Linked DNA regions of Drosophila melanogaster: region 2 is linked to region 1. The links are chromatin contacts, called in public Hi-C maps. All regions are on one chromosome and are shown on one strand. Each heading gives the region's core, a stretch centred on a gene start, on an enhancer-like site or on the middle of the called end of the contact. The rest is flanking DNA. Distances are from core to core; before and after follow the strand shown.

Region 1 (7,179 bases), core at 1,521-4,020:
TAAATGAACAAACTTGCACTGCAGACTCTAGCTTTTATAGACAGATCGATTAATAAATTTAATCCTAATTAAGATTATATTCACTATTAAGGGTCGAAAACGTTTCTTTACCAGTTACGTACTTAACAGCAACCTAGTATAGCCCTTTATTCTACGAGTAACGGGTATAATTAAGATCAAAAGTTCGGCCTGTAGATATTACTGCTATAGTAACTTTGATATCGATATCGAAAGGAAGCTACCTTCGGCAAACCAAGATTATATACCCTGGCATAGAAAATATGAAAAAATTCTTTTTGGATGTTCTCAATACCTAGAAGGATAAAACCAATATACAAAATATTTTAATTTCACCTAATGGTTGGTTGGTTAAAAAGCACTTGATTTTTAACAGACGAGCATCGCAACGATTAAGTGTTATCCTACCTTTTAGTTAAAATGATCGCTAATCTGAATTTATAAGCCATTGCGGTCATCTACATAAACTATGTTTTGGTTTAGCATTCATTACTCAAGTTATATTAAATGCAAAAGCTACTATTTTCACAATTGTAATATCTGGATCGGTATTATAATAAAACAAAATATCTCGAAAATTAACCTATACTTTTATATTTTTTAGTAATAAAAAATCTAAGATCAAGTAAAAGAAGTGAATATTAAACATAAATTAGACAGAACAAACTGAGGATTTTACTATGCCCAACACCAAACAGTATTCTACAGTCGCGATTTTAATATGTATATTGATTTTATTGTTTTTAATGGGTTTATGATCACATACTAAGTTTTTCTACCACGAGTAAGAAATATTCATTGCGAAATCTAAATTTGTATATATATGTAAATATGTATAGATAATAAGAAACGATTTCGATTAAAGTTTAATGATCAAATGCGACATTAAGAATTGTCAGTTTCATATTTTCTTTCGGTGTACAGGCACAAAATGTATATCACTCTTTATTTTATTTATTCCGAGTTGTATTGGTGCCTATTTTCTTTTTAACGTCAACTCTAAATTATTAACTTCCTTACCTTCTCAAAACGCGAATTTCATTCTCCAGAGATTCTTCCTTTCCCTTTAGAGCTTTCTTATCGATAATTTTCACTGCAAAATGTTCGCCTGGCGAATCTTTGCTTTCGGCTAGGCGTACTTCTGAAAAGGCTCCACTTAAGCGGTAAAAAAAGGTTAGTCATTAAAGTATTTAAAAATCTTTTTGCTTAGCAGCACGTACGTCCCCAGAAGTCCGTGAAGATTGTATTTCTCTTCAATTGACACTTGCTTATTGAGCTCCTTTAAGTCCTTCGCCTTGGCTTTCTTGCCCGAATCCTTTTTGCCAAACAAAGGCATTTCTAAGCAAGTTGATTTTGAAGTAGTATGTATTTTAGATTGCCGAAATTCGCATGGTTATTACTCTTCAACAGTTTAAGCCAGACTTCTCACAGGGTTCTAAAAGTTATAACGACGAACCCTATCAGCGAAGACGATCATATATATTCACAAAAGCAGGTTACATACATACATAGCTAGACACAAAGCAATGCAGTTGTTTTCGGTTTGGGAGCTCAATTATTCCGCTCAGTAATGAGCCCAGCTGCCAAAGGTTAAATTTTAGCTGATTACCTTATATTGCGTACATCTGTAGTCGAAAACAGACACTTGCATATCACACAATATTTACGTATATATATATATATATATATATATATACAATAATATACAATATTTATATATATGCATATATATACATATACATATATAATATATAATTGGGTTTATTTACATATACATGTATAAGTTTTATACATGCTTAAGAAGTATTACGAATTAACCAAAACAAGCGCAGGATCTCGGTGGCTTCACTTGAAAGCAGAAAACAATTGAAGACGAATTTTCAAAACGTTCCCCATATTGCAGACTTTGTTGCAAGCCAACACGTTTCTATTTAAAAAAAATACATCAAATGTATCTAGAAACTGTTTACAGGTCCTTTTGTTTACACAAATATTTATTCAGTATTCTCCAAATCTATAAATACTTGTGCGTTGCAGCGTAATGTCTGTTTTAAAGGAATACACACGCTAGGAATTACAATTACTTTTAGTATTGATTTATTGATTTTCTTCAGGCGCTGGCGCAACCATTGTGGCAGTGTTGACCAGTCAGCTATTTTTTCCTAAAAACTTTGTACTACTAATCTATGTATATGTAGTTTTTCCCAAAAGCGAATTGTTAGTCATTTTTCTCTGGAGCGCTTATATGTATATACATATAGCATAGTAAGTTAGTGATTATACATCTTACCTTTTTATTTGCAAAGCAAATGTAATGAATTTGTTTTTTGATTAGCTCATAGACTATCGGACACGAACAAAAAAATTAATTTTTCAAGTTATGTCGTTATTTTTTTTACATAATACTTAATACTATACATTTATACAGTTAAAATCTTTCAAAAAAGTAACTTTCAACCAAATCCGGAAATAAATTCTCAGTACGATTTTCACAAATTGGTTTACCGTGACACACTGCTCCATTGTTTCCAAATCTTAGCGGAACTTTAAACGTGACAAACTTATTTTGAAACATTAGCATTGACTGTTAAAATTGTGATACGTCACCTGGTTCTGGTTAAGTCAAAACAAATTGAACAAAAATTTCTTGGTGATTAAAAATATTTAAATAAATTTATATCTGTACTCTATTGATTTCCTATTGATATTTTGGAACTAAACCTTGGAACCAATCTTGGAAATTATAATTCTTGCGAACGTTCATGGACAGGAACAGGGCGAGACATTTCATTCCAAAGAAACAGTTGGGAAATGAAAACGCTTTAAGTTCTAATTAAAACAACTACCACTAGACTGAAGCTTAAGAAATAAATGCTTAAGCTAAATGTATTATATAATTTTTATTATCTGCAACATTTTAGTGAATAAACAGTTAATAATTGGAGTACATTCAAATTTGTATGTTGTTCTCAGATAGGTGACTGTGGCATGGATAATAGCATTTTCACACAGATACCAATATATCCGTTAAATTCTTAAAGTGAAAATTTTCAAGTTAATTAAAATTATTATGGATTTTTAAAAGAACTTTTTGAGGCAACACTTACTGGTTAGTAATCTATATAATGTAAGCATTAAATCAAACTTTTAACTTATAAGCATTTTATGGAATCATAAATATTCTTAATTGCTTTTAAATAAATTAAATTTAAATTAATAAATTTTAATAAATTAAAATCTCGCTTAGGTGTTTGCGACTATGGAAAACATGCTTAATATCCTAAGACCAAAAAATTTACAAATTTTTTTTTTTTTAATGCGTATCTTGATTTAGAGATTCAAGACCAAAATATATATATATATATATATTAAATAACATTCAAATCATAGAAGCATTTTAAATTAAATTTAATTTAAATTTAAATTAATAAATTTTAATAAATTAAAATCTCGCTTAGGTGTTTGCGACTATGGAAAACATGCTTAATATCCTAGGACCAAAAAATTTACAAATTTTTTTTTTTTTAATGCGTATCTTGATTTAGAGATTCAAGACCAAAATAGCTGTCATATATATATTAAATAACATTCAAATCATAGAAGCAATACTGTTTTGGGATTTGTCTAAGCAACAAACATTTTTGTTTAAATGAAAACATAATTGCATTTCATTTTTTATTCATGAATTAATGCAAAACAAGAGAAAACTCTTTAGTAGATATCCCCGATATGAGATACCCGCAACTCAGCAAGTTTTTTGTTAAGATAAAATGGGAAAAAAGCTAAAATAGCTTTGACAAATGTGGACGTGTCAGTTTTGGGTGGCTTATGGGTGTTTTGCAGACAAATATAAAGGCAGAAACACACGGAAAGACGGACATAGCCAGATCAACTCATCTATAACTATCCTGATAAAGTACATATATCTTTTACTCCACGTGCAATGGGCTATATTATTTGTGAGAACAACACAACGACGCCGGCTGTTCAGATATTTATAAGAGTTTTGCGATATCCCTGTTATTGAGCAAATATAGATAATAAAAAAGCAATAAACGGAACTAAAACTAAGTTTTTTTTTCCAACCAATGTGAAGAAAATTATTACCTCAAATTACAACGGGGACGACAACCACCCAAGAAAAAATATGTTTTTCCATATATATATGCAAATGCTTCGATTTGTAATTCAAAATAATAAAATATGAGATTGCTGACTGAGCTGCATTGGTCTTGCTTAATAGGGTCTTAAATGAGTAGTGGATGTTTTATGGAATACCCTGGTTATTTATGACTTAAAGCTACCAGATCTGGAATTCTAGTATGAAAGTAATAATTATACCAAATTTGGTTTGTTCGAATTATCGCGGTCTGGTCACATATAAGGGTAGTAATTACATTTTTTATATATTAGATTGCTTCTCTTATTATGCGAGCTGTTTATTCCAAAGTATGTTCGCAATTTTCGACTCCTGCTAACATAACGCACGGTTAAAGCAGGAACATTTGGGCCTATAAGCCCAAAATTTCATTAGCTTAATACGATGCTCCGAAGTGTTATTGCATTTGCACATATACATAAAATTGTGACATAGAATAGGAGAATTCCACATACAAATACAAAAATACAAAATCCTCCAGTAAAATTTAAAACGATATCGTGTTTTGCTTCGCGTATCTCACGTGAGATGTAATCGCATGCATATGAGTGGTGAGTGCCTGCGTGCAGTTCCTGGTCTAAATATGCTTAATTGCGTTCGCCGACTTCAAAAGCAATAAAACGATGGATTTTAATTGCTACTTGAGCAATTAGCCACACAAGGGATCTTGGGAAGGTCGATTTGAAGGAATTCGATTTCTAGGATGCTCTCGACAACAATGCCCCGCAGTCCAACCCAACAACAGCCGCAACCAAACTCCGATGCCTCCTCAACAAGTGCATCTGGATCAAATCCTGGAGCAGCGATCGGAAATGGGGACTCGGCGGCGAGCAGAAGTTCTCCGAAGACCCTTAATAGCGAACCCTTTTCTACTTTGTCGCCGGGTAAGACTTGTATTGATTTCTCTTTGTCCGGAATTATAACAACTTTCTGTGTTTCCAGATCAAATAAAATTGACGCCAGAAGAAGGCACTGAGAAAAGCGGACTATCAACTAGTGATAAAGCTGCCACTGGAGGAGCCCCAGGCAGTGGAAATAATCTGCCCGAGGGACAAACTATGCTAAGGCAGAACTCTACGAGCACAATCAACTCGTGCCTAGTCGCTTCTCCACAAAACTCCAGTGAACACTCGAATAGCAGCAATGTGTCTGCTACAGTGGGCCTTACTCAGATGGTAGATTGTGACGAGCAATCGAAGAAAAACAAATGTAGTGTGAAGGACGAGGAAGCTGGTAAGACTGCCCTACAAATGGTTTAAAATTTTAAAATGTATTGGCGTTCACCTTTGTTAATCATTTAATTGTTTTTTTTTTGCTATACTTACAATTTTAGTTTTAAACTTGTAAACTTGACTAAAACTCGCGAAGCTCGGATCAAAACAGACATTTTCTTGGAACCGTAATTAAGCTCATAAAAATATTAATTCATCTTGATGGAATGCATATCATAGATGTACTCAAACATCTCAAGAAAGACCTCAAATTGGATCAACTAATTAGTTTGAGAAAAAATTGCTGTACTTTTAAGAATATATTAATTTAAAAATTTGCTGAGTGAAATGATATAATAGTCACAATAATTTTTAGTTAAACTGCTAAAGCATTTTGAATAGCCGTGCTACGCAGATGCTACTAGACGCGGTGTAAAAGCTAATTTTTATTTAAAAGCTGTCCTAATATTCCATAACCATTAATGTCCCATTTCAGAAATAAGTTCTAATAAAGCAAAAGGTCAAGCAGCTGGTGGCGGCTGCGAAACAGGTTCTACATCCAGTTTGACTGTCAAGGAAGAACCCACCGATGTCTTAGGCAGTTTAGTAAATATGAAAAAAGAAGAAAGAGAAAATCATTCGCCAACGATGTCCCCTGTTGGTTTTGGTTCAATTGGTAATGCACAGGACAACTCCGCTACACCGGGTAAGTTTTAAGAGATCCATATAAAGCAAATAACAAGAATTAATGTCAGTTACCAATTTTATTTGATAGTCAAAGAACTACTATAGCGATATCTCCTGCCTTTTAATTTTATTTTAATTAGGAAATACGAATATTTCTAATTTGTAAAATAAAATTGATTAATTAACTAGAATTTAAAAACCTTTTGAATTAGGACATACCCTTCCAAAAATCAGTAATCATTGGGAACGAGAGTGTGGTCCCGAAGGAGACTACTATAAAACCTTTTGAGCTATCTGATACTGCACGCTACTAAAAATGATTAGTTTAGGAAAATGGGTGTAATTTTGTAGGAAGTTTTCATTTTAGAAGAAATGTGATTATTTTATTAAACCCCTTCAAGCGGAACTACATTTGTTCTACGATATTTTGGAAAAACAAATGGTTAAGTTGGAAAGTGCCTATAAAACAGAATTCCACGGTTTCAAATACTAACCAGGTTTTTGATTTAATTTTGATTAAATGAGAAATTATCACACTTCAGTTAAAATGTTTAATTCGATTAAGGTCGGACAATCACAGCAGATTTCCATTTTTGCGTGTATATATAGAAGTCGCCTTCACACTCTTCTGGCGCGCTTCACCACTACGTGGAGTTCCGCCCGCAGTGATTTATATAGATGATTTACGAGTTATTTAATTTTTTATGGTGTATTTTAATAAATATCTTATTTATTCATTTTACATAGTTAAAATTGAAAGAATTTCAAACGACAGTACCACGGAAAAAAAAGGATCGTCCTTGACAATGAATAATGACGAAATGAGCATGGAAGGCTGCAATCAGTTGAATCCCGATTTTATCAATGAATCTTTAAATAATCCTGCAATTTCGAGCATATTAGTAAGCGGAGTAGGACCAATACCCGGAATCGGAGTTGGAGCGGGGACGGGAAATTTATTGACTGCCAACGCCAATGGAATCTCCTCGGGTAGCAGTAATTGTTTGGATTACATGCAACAGCAAAATCACATATTCGTGTTTTCAACTCAGCTGGCCAACAAAGGGGCCGAATCAGTTTTAAGCGGTCAATTTCAAACTATTA
Region 2 (7,179 bases), core at 2,213-4,712, 41 kb before region 1:
GTTGCGGACCCCCGTTACGAGCGCACAAAAAAAACTACCCCGACAAAATTATAATGAAGTTGGTGGTGGTGCAGAGGAAAGCCAAGTGTGCGTCGAAAACAGGGTACGGCGACCAGTAACGGAGAACAGGACCTGGGTCCCGAGGTCCTGGGCAAGGGACCAAGAGATTCGGGTGGAGTGGGCTTTCTTTGCCACCTTTCTTCCGCCTGCTTGTGCAGTTGGAACACCACCACCCTGGGTTAAAATTAAAAAAAGCGAAAACAAAAAACTCGGCGTTGTATGTTGTATGTATGTATGTTTATGTATGTATGTATCTGCTTGCGTAGGTACATAAAAAACGAGATCATCCACGGCGATGAAACAGAAGCATCCCCAGTGCCCCTTGGAATGTACAAATGTATGCATGTGTGTAAGATTTTATGTATGTATGTATGTAATTATGCATGTATGTTTGTGGCTGTATGCATGCATGTGCGCGCACACAGCAGAGCATCGAAGGTATGCCAGTATGTGCACGCACGCACCATTTATGCATGTGCTTATTTGTCGCTTTGAGGAATGCTTTTACTTCTGTTGTCCACTCTCCTTTCTGGTGACCTCTGACCCTGACTGTGCGCGAAAGAACGACCAGAGCCTCACCATTGCAGGTAAAATCGTGTCAACACGCAGCGTGAGTGCAGTATAAACAATTTAATTATCAAACAAGAAATTATAAGACTCAGGTTTGCTAACAGAAATAAAGAAGGTGAGTTAACTTTTTGCGATTAACCATGGCCAATAAAATTTTTGTAAGTGTAATAAAATACTTATGAATGAAAATTGTTGATCATTATTAATCTGAATGTCAAGAATTAAGTAGGGTAACATGGCATGGCAGATGCGTGCATTGGTAATTATCAAATTGTACTCTCTTTATTTTTTTTATATTATTTTTTTTTAATATTTTTATTATTATTTTTTTTTTTATTTTTACCAGAAACTTTAATTAAAAGGCATTTCGGCCTCTAAATCCCAAACACAAGCTAAATATGTTCCTAACGGATTACATACTATATACAAGTTGTAACCGAAGGCACATAATATACAGTGTTATTGTGGATTTAAAATTCAATTTGCTTATCACTGTCAACACTTTGTCACTGAACTGTAGATTTTTTTCTTTAGATTTTGTGTTACTTTTCTATTGGGTGTATCACTATGATTGGACTACAGATTTCAATTCTTCGTGATTATATAGTAGTCGCCTTTGCAAATCTCCTGGGGCGCTTAGTCACTACGTGGACTGCTCTCCACATTGATATACGAGCTAGAAATATATTTTAAAATATTGCTGAAATATCCATAGAAATTGGAGAGAAAAAAGAAAATTAAAGAAAGTTAAAACATTTTTCAAAATTATTGACTTGCCAACATTTAAAAGTAAGACTGGGCGTGGAAATAGAAATATTAAAATGAAAAGAAATGAAAACATTTTAAGGGCCTGGCACTTGATCTGCGTCCGCTTTACTTATGCCTAATCTCAATTTCCTAGTTTTTTCCGTGATCGCAGCCCTCAAACGGAGAGACATGGCGGATGGCCATACAGATAGACGGGCATCCGGTCCTGGCCAAGTCGAGTCAGTTAGGATCGGAAAGGCTCCTTGTTACGCACTCACATCTCTACGAGTAACGGGTAGAGTAGAGTACTCTACGAGTAGAGGGTATATTGATTTCAGTCGAAGTTTGCAACGCTACCATATAAAGAATACAATAATAAAACTTCATTTTTTGTTTTTAACTTTGAACATGTACATATATGTATATGTATATGGCACTTGTAAGTATGTATTGGGGGTGTACTTTTTTACTGAGGGTGACAAACAACTGCTGCTGGGTACAGTTTTTTATATTGATTTCAATATTGATTTTGTTGCACATTATTAACATTTACGTCGAATCCATCCACACCACCGAAAACGTTCTTTCGGAAAATCAATTCAGCTGTCACAAGAATTTAAACGTTTTAACCCCTTTTCTGTATGATATTTGAAGCGGAAAACTATGCGTTGTTCAGTTTTTAACCCTCACATTTATACTGTATATTTCTGGTATTTCAAAATGGCAAATATTACGTGTTTAGTTGCAGCAATATATCTTAGTAAATAGAATTAGGTAATTATAAAAAATTAAAGAATACGTTGCACAGTTGCGGAATCCGGTCACGAAAACAGTCCCTGAATCATAGATTAGGAGACATACATATGTTTTTTCCAACATAGAAGACCTTCTTCTTGAAATCTTTGATTTAGGATTTCTTTAGGGACCAGAGTCACAGTTATTGTCTAGTAATCAACAAAATTGATTGCAATTTTACTATTGTATTCTTTTTGACATAGATTATACTAGTTTAAAGGGGGCTTTCACTCCTTAGAATGGTAGACGAGGTAACAAACCCTTTTTTTTCATATAATATACATAAATTTTTGATCCTAGCGCTGCTAACATATAGCATACGGTGCTGCCAATGATACATACATACAAATACAGTTATAATCTTGAATTACAGGTAATAATTAACTGTCTCATTTGCTTAATCTTTGTTTTTGTTTAGAGAAACGTATTGCATCAAATTCCTTTTAGGGGCTCGTCGTACATAAACAAAATTCAGACATACAGAGTAACTATGTAAAAAGTAATAAGCTGACCTGTAAAATTCTTGATGTACATGCAGCGCCACCTTTTGGAATTTTGAGTAGTTCAAGTAAATTCCTTAATTTTTTCCCAGTTGCAGAACCACAATTTAATATCGAATGGATCGATTAACGGAGCCGTCCATAGATTTCGTGTTGGAATATGAGGAAATAGTAAAAATATACTATCGATTTCTACACGCTGCAGTAATCGTATATTTTTTTCGAATTTGATTTGATCAAAATATTTTGATTTCGTTTTTAAGTGCTCTGGTTTTCCCAAAATTTACGAACTTATTTACGAACAATACTTTTGGAAATCCTTTAAATTAATTAAATAATTGTCTGGCAACTCTATGACTGACGGAGAACAGATGTTGAAGTCTACGTGTAAAAATAGGTCTAAAATGCTTTAAAACCTTTCAAGAGAAACCATGGATAGAATCTTCTGAGATTGCCCCTGTAGATATATATTTTTTATTAGCCCTGGATTAAACTGGAACGTGGTTTATGTCCTAACCCAGGTTCAAACACGGAACCAGACCAAACAAATTAAATATAGAGGCGGAAATATAATCGTAGCAATGTTCAAAATTGAAGTGAAGCTTTTACTCCCGACTTTCCTAAAAAATGTCATATATTATATAAGAACACACGCTATATATATGTTGAAATAATTCCTTCTTGAAGATATCATCTCAAATGGCTGCAAGTTTGGGGAGACTAAAGATAGCTGTTTATGTTATTCACCTATACACACATATCTGAATACCGTAGTATATACCTAAAAAATCAGTTCGATGCACAGAATGCCTAAAGATTCAGCGGGAAGCATTTGATAGAACAATATATTTCTTAATTACAACTTTTAGTAAAATATTTTATTGGTGCAAAACAATAGGTTTGCCGACAATAAGAAATATTTTATAAAGACAAATTTTAAAGTACCAAATGTAAATCAACTTTTTGCTGTTCGTTTTGATAAATTTATTATAATGTGATCGTCTTAAAAATAATAAATTTACAAATGTGGTCATGTGAACATGTGGATACAAGTGGATCACGCGAATTCCGCGTTGTTATTTTTTCGACGTTTTTACGGAACTTCTCTATAATTAAATCAGTATATAAAAATAGACACATTTGCCTATATAACGTAAATAAACGTAATCATAAATACAGACGATAAGTGATGTGAGCTAATCTAAATAATTGTATAGATTATTATTAATACAGTAAATTGCTCTCAAGCAATAATTAACCTACTTACAGGATTACAACAGAATAGAATTACAGTTTACGTCCAATTAAAGTAGTTTTGCAATAAAATTAAAAACAACAAACGATTATATCACGCACAAAGTATTCGCTCTTACAGTTATGATTAGGCTGCTTTGAGTAATCCTTATATGTTACTTGTGATATTACTACGTGATTATATGAATAATTTCAATCACACTCATATGTGTTCTTGAAGAAGTGAAAATACCGATACAAATTGATAGTTTTTTCCATATTTTAGAAAATAAAAAAAATACATTAAATCAAGTTCTAAGATATCTAAGTTTAAGGACAGCACAGAATTTTGCCATCATGCATTTGCAGGAGTACCTCAGGTATGTTTTGGACTCATACTCTTCTTTAACATATATGTAAGAAAATTAAAACTGAAAATTATTTGGTATCTAAAAATGCAAAAAAAGAGCAGTGTTGTTAATTTTTTTTTTAATTTTCGATGAATTTTGTTAATATGTCACACGGTAGGACGGAAATGTGGAAAATATAACGATTAATATAAATATTAATATATAACGATAATACGAAGCTGACGAAGTATTGAATTAGAACGGCAGCTATTTCTAACTCTAGCGGTGGAATTACGGCAGTTAACCTAATGAATTTTTGTGTGTTCGACCTAACAGGAATAGAAAAAGTACAGTAACAATACAACAATTATATACTTTAAAACGTTCTAAAATTCAGAAAGCCTTTTCATATATATGAACTCGACTAGACTCGGTCCTAAGCGGGCCTTTGATATAATGCAAGCGTACAGAAAATCGCCCAGTTTTCTAAATTGTGCTTATTGGTGGAATTTTTTTTTTTTAATTTGTTGTAGGCTATAGAGTGACAGCGTTTTATAGAAACTTACACTGTTACAAGTCCCGCTTTTATAGCTCCCGAGACCTCGACGTTCATACGAACGGACGGATATTACAACATCGACTCTGCTATTGATCCTGTTAATATAATTTATATACTCTATATCGTCGAAATTTTGCCTTCTATCTGTTTTCCAGATACTTTATAATATTTCATGTCCACTAAGATTACATCTTCCCCACGTTTGAATTGTTTTGTCTATGCCTTTCGAAGGGATAATTCAATATTCAAACAAAAGATGAGGGTATACAATGTATGGTTCAAATGGAACTTGGACAAAACTGTATTACTAACGAATATAAATTCTTAGCAAATATAGGAAATCGAAAGTTAAATGTTTGTTTCAGTATTATACAACTTTTGGGTCGTAGTTTTCTGCAAAACCTAATACAAACAAGTAAATTAAGTAACGTAAATCGACCTGACATTCACTTTACAAATATATAAAAACTGACTGAATTTATTCAGCAAATCCAATCTATACCAGTATCATGTATTACATGTTGTTATAAGCACTGCGATCATTTTGAAATTCACCAGGAGTATCAATGGGTTCGACAATTTATTTATTTATGTTTTTGAAAATTCTACTTATAAAATTATTTGCAAACGCTGACTTTTATACATACGTGCAGCTCTAATCAGACCTTCTATCCATGGCATAAACTAGGAATGTAATTAAATCATCTTTAAAGTTCTTACTGTTATTCGTTTATTAGCTGTAGTCAAGTTGGTACCGACGCATTATACTGCTGCAGTGAGCATGCGCAATTCCCTCCAGGAAGGGGAGCTTATTTGTTGTCAGCTGGCTTTGAGTTCAGACAGAGAACTTTACTTGGACGGAAAAGCTCAATGAAGCTTAAAAATCGATACGTGCATTTTATTCCGTGAAAACTCTTAAATATACAATATCATACAAATCTTATAGATTAGTAATTTTATGTTCATGTACTGTGTTTAAATCAAATAATTAAAGCTAAACATCGTCAATAAAAGTTGAGGCATGTGCTTCATCGTGCCAATAAAAGTGCTTCACCGCCAATAAAAGGAAATCAATAGGAAAGCGATTAATATTTGTGAATACTTTTTAACTTGTTCATAAAATACAAATATATATATATTTAAAGTTCACATTTTCCCAAGTAGAATCCACATTCTCCTGGTATGTATACATTTATTTAGAAAAAACCCAGTTTTAACAGCCACCAACTTAGGCGGGGGTTGTGAGACACAAAACTTGGACAGAAGTTTCTTTAAATATATAAAATGTACGTACAGATATTATGTTTTATTCTGAGGAGCAGATAACCATTTAAAGATAGATTTTCGAAGGACTATTAGTTTTAAATCCTCAATTTCTGGTTATATCTTACACGATTTACCAATTAGCATGCTATTGGACTGGGGGTAAAGTACTAATTTCAAAAAAAGGATGTTTTACAAGGATTAAAGTAACTTATTTTCTATGCCGAATGAACAAGGCAACATAAAATAATATTATATCTGGGAACGACATTCTATAAGACACATTACATGAAAATCGATAAAATTCCATATGCTGTCGTTTATTGTGCATAAATTCCCGGCTCAGACCTAAATGTATATTACCGTCTTTCTACTAAGTGGGCAAATGAAATATGTGCTAGAAAGATTCACACAACTGGTGTCCTCTATGATTGTGCAACATTTTTAAATACAATGGAAATTCAATGTCTTTATAGGCTTGGAATTTTTCCTGTTACAGTTTAACAACACTTTAAAAAGTAGTAGCTAAAAATAGTACCTCATTGACGAAACTGACGGAAAGGAATACCCTAGATACACATATTATTTATGTTTAAGGGACTGTTTACAATGGGGTTGTTCTTAGGTTTACTTCTGGTGAAATCTTACATGTCACAATAATTCCTCTGGTGTTGGGGAAATGTTTTCCGAACTACTTCATGTATAAGATAAGATCACTCAGCAGCTGACGCGGACATAACGAACGAAGAACTAGCGTTTGTATGCCTATTTACAGCTGTTTTTGATTTTCTAAGAAACAGCAATTGTGTAAAATGAGACATATTTTTTTTTGGTATATATACTTATACGTACACAAATTTTTTTCGGCCGGAGTGATAAATATATGAGAATTAACAAGCTTCCGATGTTTTGGTGATAGTTGCGTAATATATATGTATGTACATATGTACTTCAATACTCGTCAGATTTCCAAACCATCAAATATTTGAATACATTGTATATGCTTGCTAACAAAACAGTACCGACGAAATAGCTCATGTTAAAGTAATATTATGTAGTTAGTATCGATAGGAAGTTCAACGAAACTCAAAATGTTCGAATT

What was found. A called contact is a pair of places that touch in the nucleus more often than the background predicts.
Region 2: a Hi-C map of the S2 cell line shows a contact between it and region 1, with 2.4 times the contacts expected there. The contact joins the promoter of Asator here to the promoter of CaMKI in region 1. A contact is called at or near these places in 62 of 107 Hi-C or Micro-C datasets (the Clone 8 cell line, the Kc167 cell line, the ML-DmBG3-c2 cell line and 23 more) and 1 of 6 datasets of contacts at active chromatin or transcription factors (the Kc167 cell line).

What each region holds. Positions count from the first base shown.
Region 1 is chr4:441,095-448,273 of dm6, reverse strand. CaMKI (Calcium/calmodulin-dependent protein kinase I) reads right to left here and starts at 2,770. Exons shown (of 8, transcript NM_166764.2): 1 at 2,626-2,770; 2 at 1,039-1,173. It overlaps lgs (legless), which reads left to right and starts at 4,363. Exons shown (of 6, transcript NM_143665.4): 1 at 4,363-5,061; 2 at 5,120-5,410; 3 at 5,885-6,094; 4 at 6,823-7,179. The coding sequence starts at 4,881.
Region 2 is chr4:482,316-489,494 of dm6, reverse strand. Asator (asator,) reads left to right here and starts at 3,462. Exons shown (of 14, transcript NM_001272127.1): 1 at 3,462-4,285. The coding sequence starts at 4,263.